3 separate regions of the Gossypium hirsutum genome follow, and regions 2 and 3 are each linked to region 1. A link is a contact called in public Hi-C data. All regions are on one chromosome and are shown on one strand. The core of a region is the stretch at or near the end of the contact, and the rest is flanking DNA. Distances in the headings are between cores, read along the strand shown. Region 1 holds the start of LOC107952461. Region 2 holds the start of LOC107952027 (mitogen-activated protein kinase kinase kinase 3). Region 3 holds the start of LOC107952025 (transcriptional corepressor SEUSS).

Evidence for each region. A called contact is a pair of places that touch in the nucleus more often than the background predicts.
Region 2: a contact with region 1 is called in a Hi-C map of leaf, with 2.6 times the contacts expected there. The contact joins the promoter of LOC107952027 here to the promoter of LOC107952461 in region 1. A contact is called at or near these places in 6 of 34 Hi-C or Micro-C datasets (hypocotyl and leaf).
Region 3: a Hi-C map of leaf shows a contact between it and region 1, with 1.9 times the contacts expected there. The contact joins the promoter of LOC107952025 here to the promoter of LOC107952461 in region 1. A contact is called at or near these places in 5 of 34 Hi-C or Micro-C datasets (anther and leaf).

The regions. Positions count from the first base shown.
Region 1 is chrA02:12,047,199-12,050,570 of Gossypium_hirsutum_v2.1, forward strand. LOC107952461 reads left to right here and starts at 1,611. Exons shown (of 6, transcript XM_016887713.1): 1 at 1,611-1,886; 2 at 2,027-2,255; 3 at 2,315-2,372; 4 at 2,446-2,551; 5 at 2,656-2,778; 6 at 2,884-3,237. The coding sequence starts at 1,611. The coding sequence ends at 3,237.
Region 2 is chrA02:12,227,735-12,231,106 of Gossypium_hirsutum_v2.1, forward strand. LOC107952027 (mitogen-activated protein kinase kinase kinase 3) reads left to right here and starts at 1,529. Exons shown (of 8, transcript XM_016887265.2): 1 at 1,529-1,988; 2 at 2,679-2,942; 3 at 3,026-3,113; 4 at 3,372. The coding sequence starts at 1,603.
Region 3 is chrA02:12,187,281-12,190,652 of Gossypium_hirsutum_v2.1, forward strand. LOC107952025 (transcriptional corepressor SEUSS) reads left to right here and starts at 1,473. Exons shown (of 10, transcript XM_016887260.2): 1 at 1,473-1,755; 2 at 2,482-3,372. The coding sequence starts at 2,820.

The DNA of each region.
Region 1 (3,372 bases), core at 361-2,860:
ATACCTGATTTACATTTACAAAACAAAAGCTCTTCTCTGCATTTCAATCTGACATTCGAAGGTCCTCTTGAAGTAGTAGTGGCTTTAAATTCTAACATATTGGATCCCAAATGTCATTCAACCGTAATTTTCAAAGAAAATTCAGACTATAACTCCATAGTTACAGGGTCTAATAATCGAACAGGGGACTCTAATATTGTGACCGTCCCTTCAAAATGATACTAATATGATAATAAAAAAGAAAGTGGGCGCAGTGGTAGAGCACTAAATAAGACAATTCATAGACGAGGGGGACGTTTTAAAATTGCTGGAAATTCATGTGTCTCACTTCCCGATGCTATGAATTCCATGGCAAAGCTTATTGGTGAACAAGTGGAGACCTTTACTGATAAGGTTATCATTAATGATGCAGGAGATAAAACTCCCATTACCCCTTGAAAGGTTAGTCCCCGTATTTTTAAATTTTTAATTTATAAATTTTACTATTTTTTTGTTGTAATTGTTAGGGTTGTGCTAGTTCGAAGTTTATTCAGGTTTTTTGTAAATATAATCGGAAACATAAACCAAATTTTATTGGCCTTATAAAAATAAGAGTTAGTGAGGGAAAAGCTGATTCAGTTATTGCAAAGCTTGGTTTTCATTACTCTCATCGTGTGGAGGCAGTGAGCTTTTCAGGTGGTATTTGGATTGATTGGAAAGAATCCGTTTGTGTGGAGGTTCTAAAAAACCATTCTCAATTTGTGTTAGTTAGAGTTACTGGAACTTCTTTCCGACAGCCTTTTTTGGTTACTTTTGTATATGCTAGCCCTAATCACAGTAAACGGAGACTTTTTTGAGAGGCTTTATAGAGAACTATTCCAGTAGATGGGTCTCCGTGGATGGCAATTGGTGACTTTAACACTATTCTTTCTACTACTGAGAAAAGAGGGAGTCGGACTCTTAGAAAGAGATACCCCTTTTTTGGTGAACTTATGGACTCCACCTTATTGCAAGATTTAGGCTTTAGAGGTCCACAATTCACTTGGCAGAGAGGGGGAATTCTGGAGCGTCTGGATAGGGCTATCTGTAACAATGCTTGATGTACCTTTTTTCCTAATTCCATGGTGACTCACTTGCCTAGACTTAAATTCGATCATAAACCCTTAAACTATCTTTGATGCCTGATTTCCTTTCCTCAAAAGGGGCGTCCATTTAGATTTTTAGTAGGTTGGATTGAACATCTAGCATTCTCGAATTTTGTAAAGGAGAATTAAAGGATTTCTGCTAATATGTCGATGATTAATTTTGAGTTTACTGATTAAGTCAAAAGATAGAATAAGGATGTGTATGGTCATATTCATACTCGCATGAAGTTTCTGACTAAGAAACTACACAATATTGAGGTTGAGCGCAGTAGAAGAAACTCGACTTTTATCAACCAGGTTGAGTTGGAGATTAGAGAGGATTTGGAAAATGTGTTGCATCATGAAGAGATTCTTTGGTAAAAGAAAGCTCGTTGTGATTGGTTAGTTTTAGTGGATCGAAACACCAAATTTTTTCACGCGCGTACTTTGAGGAGAAGAAAGTAGAATCAAATCACCGCTTTAAAAAATGATTTAGGCGAATGGATCATGAATGAAGAACAACTAAAATTTGAAGTGGTAAATTTCTATAAAGCCTTGTATGGTGAGCATCCCGGCTCGATGAGAGGTTTGCCCTTGAGCGCTTTTCCACCTCTCTCTGACGAGGATTTTATTCTCCTAAACAGTCCAATTTCTGATGAGGAAATTAAAGTTGCTTTGTTTGACATGGCACCTTTGAAGGTTCCAGAAAGTGATGGTTTTTACGCTATTTCTACCAAAGTTAGTGGGATCACGTTGGCGCCTCCGTTTGCAGTTGGGTTAAGGGTATTTTTGCTGGTGAAAGCATTGATCCGGAATTAAATAATTCGCTTATAGTTCTTATCCCTAAAACTCAAAATTTGGAAGGCTTCGCCCAATTTTGGCTAATCAGTTTATGTTCTGTTCTATATAAACTGGTTGTGAAGGTTATTGCTAATCATTTTAAAATGGTTTTCCCTAAGTTTATAGCTCTCGAGCAGGCTGGTTTCTTAGTTGGACAGAATATGACGGATAATATTTTCATTACTCAAGAGGTTATACATTCTATGAGGAGAACGCAAAAAAAGAGGATGTGGATGGCCATCAAAATTGATCTAGAAAAAGCCTATGATCGAGTGCATTGGGACTTCATTGACTTGTCACTCCAAGCTGCAGGTATTCCTAATTTTTTATGTAATTTTATTATGTCTGTAATTTCCAGCTCTACTATACAGGTGTTGTGGAATGGGGTTCCAACTTTGAAGTTTCGACCTACCAGAGGCGTTCGAAAAGGTTGCCATTTATCTCCGTATTTATTCATTTTGTGCATGGAATGGTTATGTCACAATATTCATGCTGCTATTAGTACTGGCAATTGGATCCCTATTCGACTTGCTTGCAATGGTCCACCGCTTTCTCATTTGCTTTTCGCGGATGATTTGATCCTCTTCGGTCATGCTGGGGAACATCAGGCTTGAATCATCAATAATATTCTTGATGATTTTTGTAACTACTCGGGTCATAGAATTAATATGAGGAAGACAAATATTTTTTTCTTCAAAGGCATAAATGGCAGTTTGAGGAGGCGTATCAGCAATTTCTTTGGTTTTCAAGAAGTGAAGAACTTGGGACTTATTTAGGTGTTCCCTTTTTTCATGAGAGGGTTACAAATAACATGCTGCGCTTTATGGTTGATAAGGTTCGTAACAAGCTATCTAGTTGGGACGTCAGACAACTTTCCTTGGCAGGTAGGGTTACTTTATCTCAATATGTCATTCTATCGATCTAAAGTTACTTTATGCAGACAATGATGCTTCCTAAAGGTTTGTATGATGAGACCGAGCGCATCGTGCGAAAATTCGTTTGGGTTTCCACAAATGGCAACATTAAGGTAGCTTTGGTTACTTGGGATTCAGTGTGTCAACCAAAATCTTATGGGGGTCTTGGTCTGAAACAGTTGAAAGATCATAACACTTCTTTTATGATGAAGATGGGTTTTGACATTATCTCTAATATTAATGCTTTATGGGTTTGGGTCCTTCGGTCTAAATACGGGATCCCCAGTGGTTTACCCGAAAATGTGTCGAGGGGGCGTTGTTCCTTCCTATGGAAATCCATTGCTAAGGTTTGGCCTCTTATCTGTGAAAACCTTTCATAGTCCGTTGTAATGGTAAGAGTATTAAATGTTGGCGTGATCCTTGGATCTCAAATTGTAACACCCTATAACCCGTATCCGTCGCCGGAGTGGGTTATGAAGTGTTACCAAACAAAACACTACATTTGTACATTCACA
Region 2 (3,372 bases), core at 279-2,778, 180 kb after region 1:
TACTAATATTTTAAGGTTTAGCAACAACTTGTTTAGTTGCTATACCTTTTACTAATAATTCATCACGACAAATCGTGTTGTTACTATTAATAGAAAGAAAATTAAATTACACGACATATGTTAAAGTCATTGCTAACTTTATAATATTTAGCAATAATTTAATTTAGTTATTGTAATTAGTATCTTAAAAAATTAAATTTAACATCTACAAATTAAATACTCATTTTTCTTGTAGTGTGTACGAGAATAACCAATCATCTGCCGAGTTTAATGTCTTTGAAACAATGGCCAAAACTGTGAATTCTAATGTCAAAAGTTTCCATATGTTTTCATGCATAATTAAAAGGTCCACCCTAAATAAGAAAACTAACATACATCATCATATAGGTTGTGGACATTTAACAGAAAAGGAAAGGCAGCGGTTTTCCACCATAAGAGGAGGGGGGGGGGAGTTGCTGGTTTTGCAAATTGTTTAGCTGACAAAGACAATTCATCAATGCAGTAAGGTCCACTTCGGTTTTATTATAATGGGACACAAAACCAATAATATCTAAAATGTAGCGGAGAGCATTTTGACGCCATGTATTTCATCAATAATTTATCCACTGCCATGTCCACCAGGGCGGCATGCATGCAGTTGAAACCAAGTTGATGAGTACTGAATGTTGTCTTCGTGGCTTGCACTTGTTTGAATTTTCCAAATCTGTGTTTTTCTCATGGAAGCAATTTTCTGTATTGGAGAAGTTGCAGACAAGTCAAATGTGCAGAAGAAGACAAAGCATTAAAACCAAAAAGCTTATGTCTGTCTTTCGAAAGGTGACATTTAATAAGTTAGGGTTGGAATTGTTGGGTTTTCTAACACTTTTCTTCTATTAGCAAGTTTCCCTCCATTAACAAGTTACAATCCTTTCCTATATAAAAAGAAAAGGTTGTCTGATACAACAAGATGCAAGATCTTTGTTAGTGATTGACTGTTAAGGAAAAAAGTGGTTAATGGTATATTTAAGGACAAGGCTGTGCAGTTGAAAAGATGCTCATAATTGAATGTATTTGATCTGCTCTGATTTATTGTTTTAAAATGGAGAATTTAAGAAGTGACAATATGTTTTTCTGTTTTGCTTTGGAATCATAAATTCGTCATCATTATGTAATAATCTGACCAATCTTTTGCTCTTATAATGAACATATAAAGGCTAATTGCAGATAATCAAAGAGTCAAGTAAATGTCCTTAGATATATGCTTATTTTCGAAGTTTCTTCCAAGTAATATTGATTTCCTATCCAAAAACAAACCAAAAATGGAGAAGACCTGACTCTATCCAGGTACCATCCATTTTAATTCGAAAATCAAAAGATACCTGAAGTTAATTTTATATCAAAAATGGATTGTCATAAAATTTTACCGTAGGATTGGACGTACATTAAATCATTTCAAACCACCAAGTAGCCAGTGGAAGGCCTCGGTAGATAAACACACCCGTGTATATACAGGCAAGCACGCGGTATCACATTAATGTTAACCACTATATAAACAAGTGGGTTCATAAAGCACAACTTCAGCCTAAAACTTACTTAGTTCTTCCTCACACAGTGCTTTATTATATGGAAGAAAAGAGCATGAAGAAAACATATACAACAAGGAACAACAATAAACATAGCATGGAGAAGCCAAAAGGCTTGCATGAAGCAGCTGCAGCGAGTAAAAAATCTCCGAGAAACAGTTATGATATTGAAGTTCATCCAATCTCCTTTCATGGGTGTTCAGTGTTGTGGGATTCTGATTCAGATTTAGGAAGTAAAAGTAGGGAGAAGAAAGCTTATCCATTGCCACAGCCTTCAGCTTCTTCATGTAGGGCATCAATGGAGTCCCATCAAAGGGGTTCAAGTTTTGGTTCAGAAAGGGTGTCAGTTTCAAGTGTTACCTCAAATGAATCTTCTGATGATGATGATGATGATGATGATATTCATGGGGATTTCAGTTCCTTCAGGTTTGTAGCTTATATTCTCAAGTTCCTTAAAAAACTTGTTTCATCTTCTGTTTTGCTCATGAAGATCAAATAATAACTATCTGATACAGATTTTAGTGAAAATTCCATAAATTTCCACTCAATACTGGTTTGATTTTCAGAAAACTTCACCCTCTTTGTTTTATATTTCTTTATCAAATTATATACAACATTAAAAAATAATGAAAATATTGAATTATTATAAAATTAAATTATATTTAACTTTTAAGTAAATTTAGGCATTTTAAACTAAAAAGAAATTGATTAAAAATTAAAGAAAAAAATGATAAAATGAATTGCTTCAATGTTACAGTAAACAATCGAATATATTTAGCATAAAAAATTATTAACAAAAACAAAAAAGTAAAATAGAAGATATAATTATCATTTATGACAAATTATTTAACATATAATTTATAATTTAAGTGCCTGAAAAGCTATGTGCAGAAATGTGTCGGTTATCATCTACCAAACTTGTAATACTAATTAATGTATTTTCTTTTGCCTTAATGAAGAAAAGGCAAATATAATAGCTGGATATTTTATACCGTTCATCTGGTGGTTCCCCTGTTGTTAACATCATTAAAGCTACGGTGCTCACATGATTCTTTTAGAAAATATTAATATAAAAACTCTGATATATAAGTGACATAGTTTATGATTTGGTTGCAGAGTATATGAAGAAAATAACAGCAACTTATGGTCAAAAGGCTCAAATTCAGGATCAAAAGCTTCGTATATGCATCAATCACCTCGATATCTGTCACCATGGGATGCCAGTTTAGAGTCCCCAACTGAGAAACATCCATGTCATCGTCTTCCCCTTCCTCCTCCTACTTCACCTAATAAACCTCCAAAGAAATCTCCATCTAAATGGAAGAAAGGGAAGCTTCTAGGAAGAGGGACATTTGGACATGTTTATGCTGGATTTAATAGGTAAAATATTTGATATAATTTCATTGCCCTTTCATATGAATGAATTCAAAAGAAAAAGCTTTATATATTACTTTTTCCAACAGTGAAAATGGAACAATGTGTGCAGTGAAGGAAGTTAAGGTCATTACAGATGATCAAACATCAAAAGAATGTCTCAAACAACTGAACCAGGTTGGTCTGGTTTTTACAAAATCTCAGTGTCTTAAAACATCGTTTCTTTCATGGCAATGTTTGGGGGTTATTGATTAGAATCTTTTTCTTCTAATGCGAAACAGGAGATATCCTTGCTTAGTGAGTTGTCTCATCCAAACATTGTCCAAAATTATGGGAGTGAACTGGTTCGGCTTGGCAGCCTTTACATGTCTATTAATCCAATTTGTTTACAAGTTTGGTCAATAAGTTGAAACAATCCAAGTTTAATTTATGCAGG
Region 3 (3,372 bases), core at 223-2,722, 140 kb after region 1:
TTCATTTTGTATAATATTTGTAATTTCTCATTATTTATGAATTTTATTTTAATTTAAGTTGGAATATATTTAAAATTTAATTGGACTATACTTTGGTTAATATATTCGGATATCAATCTTATTATATTTATAATAAATAATTAAAACTTCATAAAAAAACCTTAAAAATATAGCAGTGAGGGTGGGCCTAGGACTCCTCAACGGCCACGATTGAGACCGCTAAACGAACAACATATTTTGTCTAAATTCTTCCTTTTTATTAGAGTAGTATGTGTATTGTTTTTGTTTGGACGTTATTTTGGGATTTCGGACCATTTTTCAATTTATCTATATTAAAATATTACATACATTATATTATTACACAATATTGACATTGGACATTCACAACGGGATAATGAGAATTAGCAAGTTGAGATTCGGTATGTATCACGAACAACGAACATGGCTATTAGTACTATAAACAAGATGGTAAGGTGTTGCTAAACGTGGTTTTATTTTTTTCATTATCACATTTGGTGGTGCAATATGTAATGTTGAGGGATAAGTGTTGAGTAATCAGTCTGTTATTATCAATTGAGTGTTGTAATTTAACTTTCTTTTGTAACTAAAAAAAAAGAGAAGAGATTGTATAAAATTGTGATTTCACGTCATCTTTATTTCTTTTTAATAGGAATTAGATTTTTTCTCTTGATTTTCAATTTTTTCTCCTAAAAAAATTCAAATCCAACTGAAAAATACTAAAATCAGGAGCAAAAATCTGATTTGTTATTCTCCTATTGGAAATAGATAGAGATAACATGAAATCACAGTTTTATACAATCCTTACTCTTAAAAAAATAAATTGTCAAGAATGAAATTTTTTCAGATATATCAATATTTGCTACTTTATAAAGAAATTGAGATTTTAATTATTTTTCAATTGAATTAATATATTGTTAACTTATATATAAACTTAGCCAAAAATTTAAATATAGTATTGATGTTTATAATTTATTTTTAAAATTTTAGTAAAATATATAATATATAAATACAAATTTAAATATTATAAATTATAAATTAAATTAATAACATAATTTTATTTTTAAAAAATAAATATGCTAGTAGTAGTTGGTAAACTGCTACAAATATAGGCAGCTACTGATGAATACCAAGATGGAGGCGATACTCTACTGATAATCGAATTATTCAATTTCTAATTTTGAATAATTCAATTAATTTATCATAGTCTCTCAAATGTTATTTTGATTGGATTGAATTAAATTTAAATTTAAATTTAAATAAATTATATTAATTCTAATTTATATACATCCAACACACATTTTTATGGCAATAAAATTTTACTTTTAACCCATATTCAGTTTATGGTAATTTAATTGGATTAATTTAATTTTAAAATAATCAATATTTGAAAAAAAAATTGAAACAATCATGTGGCATAAGTGTAAGCATACACATGCAACGAAACAAGTGCGTCACTTTAATACATCCCATCATCCATAATTCATGATAGATGGATGGATGGATGGATATGATGCCATCCATCATCATCATCATCATTCCATGGAAACAAAGGAAGGGAGTGAAGGGGGAAAAATAAAAGAAAATTCAATCTAATGGAATGAAATTTTGACGTCCGCAAAGGACAATACAAACACTCTTTCTCTCTCTAGATACAGCGAAGAAGAACAGGGCACGTACTGAGACAAGAAAAAAGAAAAAGCAGAAGAATTGATTTAAGAGGAGAGCAAAAAGAAGGTTTTTTTTTTGTTTGGTTTAAATTTTTTTTGGTGAAGTGTAAACATATTAATTGCTTCAGTTTATTGAAGCAAAAAAGAAAAAAAGAAAAAAAAGGGAAGAAGAATTGAAGAGAAAGAGAGTTTAAAAGACATTTTGGTATTTTTAGTTTTGGGTATGTTTTGATTGAAATCAAAGCTTTGGAGATTTGGGAAACTTTCTTTACTTTTTTATTTTCTTTCCCCTTCTTCTTTGTTTATCTTTTGACAGTAACTGTGGGAATTTTTCAACGCTGGTAAGTCTTCTTAAAGTCTCTTTAGCTTTGACCCTTTTGCTATTTTTTTTTGGGGTTTAAGTCTGGATCATTGATTTCTGCTGTTAGTGGCTGGATCGAGTTTAGTTGCTTTTTTTAATGTATTTGGTTAAACATTCGTTTTTCTTCTAATAAAGTTGCAATTTTTTGGGGGTTTGGAGGTTAAAAATTTCAGCTTGGTCAGTTGATTTTACTGTCTTTCTCTAATTTTAAGTAAAATTTTGTTTGAGTTTTAAATTTCTACAGTTTTGAGATTTAGGTTTTTCTTTAAGATTCGATTGGAGTTTGATTTTACGGTTATCTGATTTCAGTTTTACATTTTTTTTGTTGACAGTCTTAGTTACTTTTTGTGCTGAATGTTAGTAAAATTATTTTTCGGATGATTTATGTTCCAGTGGATCTGAAAATTCTTATGTCTTCTTTTCTTTTATTAGGAATTCGAGGGAAAGCCATTCTAGTGTTGCTTGACTGTAAATGTTAGAATGCTCAGAATCAGAGTTTCTTCTTGGGATTCGGTTTTCTTTGGTAATGGCCGCTTGTATGGTGGAACAGAAAGCTATATGCTCAGGCACCGAACTGATCCCTTGTTATTTTTCCACAATGAGGACTGGAAAGTTAAAAGCAGCCAAGTTGGGCTGATTTCTTGAACTCTGCGGCTGATTTTTTTGTGTTTTGTTCTATTAACTGTAGTTTATTTAGTTGAATTCATGTTGTTTTAGATAGTTGTTACAGTTTTGTGAGTGAGTGAGTTTTAGGCAGTTATTCTTGAAACATGGTGCCATTAGGGCCTTCTACTCCAATAGGTGGTGCGCAGTCTGTTCCATCGTCTCTTTTGCGAACAAATTCGGGGATGCTAGGATCACAAGGCGGTGGTCTTCCTTCTCAATCTGGGTTTCCTTCATTAGTGTCTCCTCGTACTCAGTTTAATAATATGAATATGCTCGGGAATGTGCCTAATGTTTCTTCCCTTCTAAATCAGTCATTTGGGAATGGGGGTCCAAACCCTCAGCTTTCTGGTCCTGGGAGTGGCCAGCGTGGAGGAATCGATTCAGGGGCTGAATCCGATCCACTTTCAAATGTGGGTACTGGAATGGGGTTGAATGCCCCATCGTCATTTGTGCCATCGAACATGGCAAACCCTGGGTCGTCTGGTCAAGTTCAAGGTCAGCAGTATTCTAACCTTTCTGGTAACCATATTTTACCAGATCAACAACAGCCCCAACAACCGGAGTCACAGCAGTTCCAACATGGTCAACAAGGGATGCAACAGGTCTCTGCCCCTCACAACACCCAACAAGGACAGCTGCAGCAGCAGCAACAGTTTC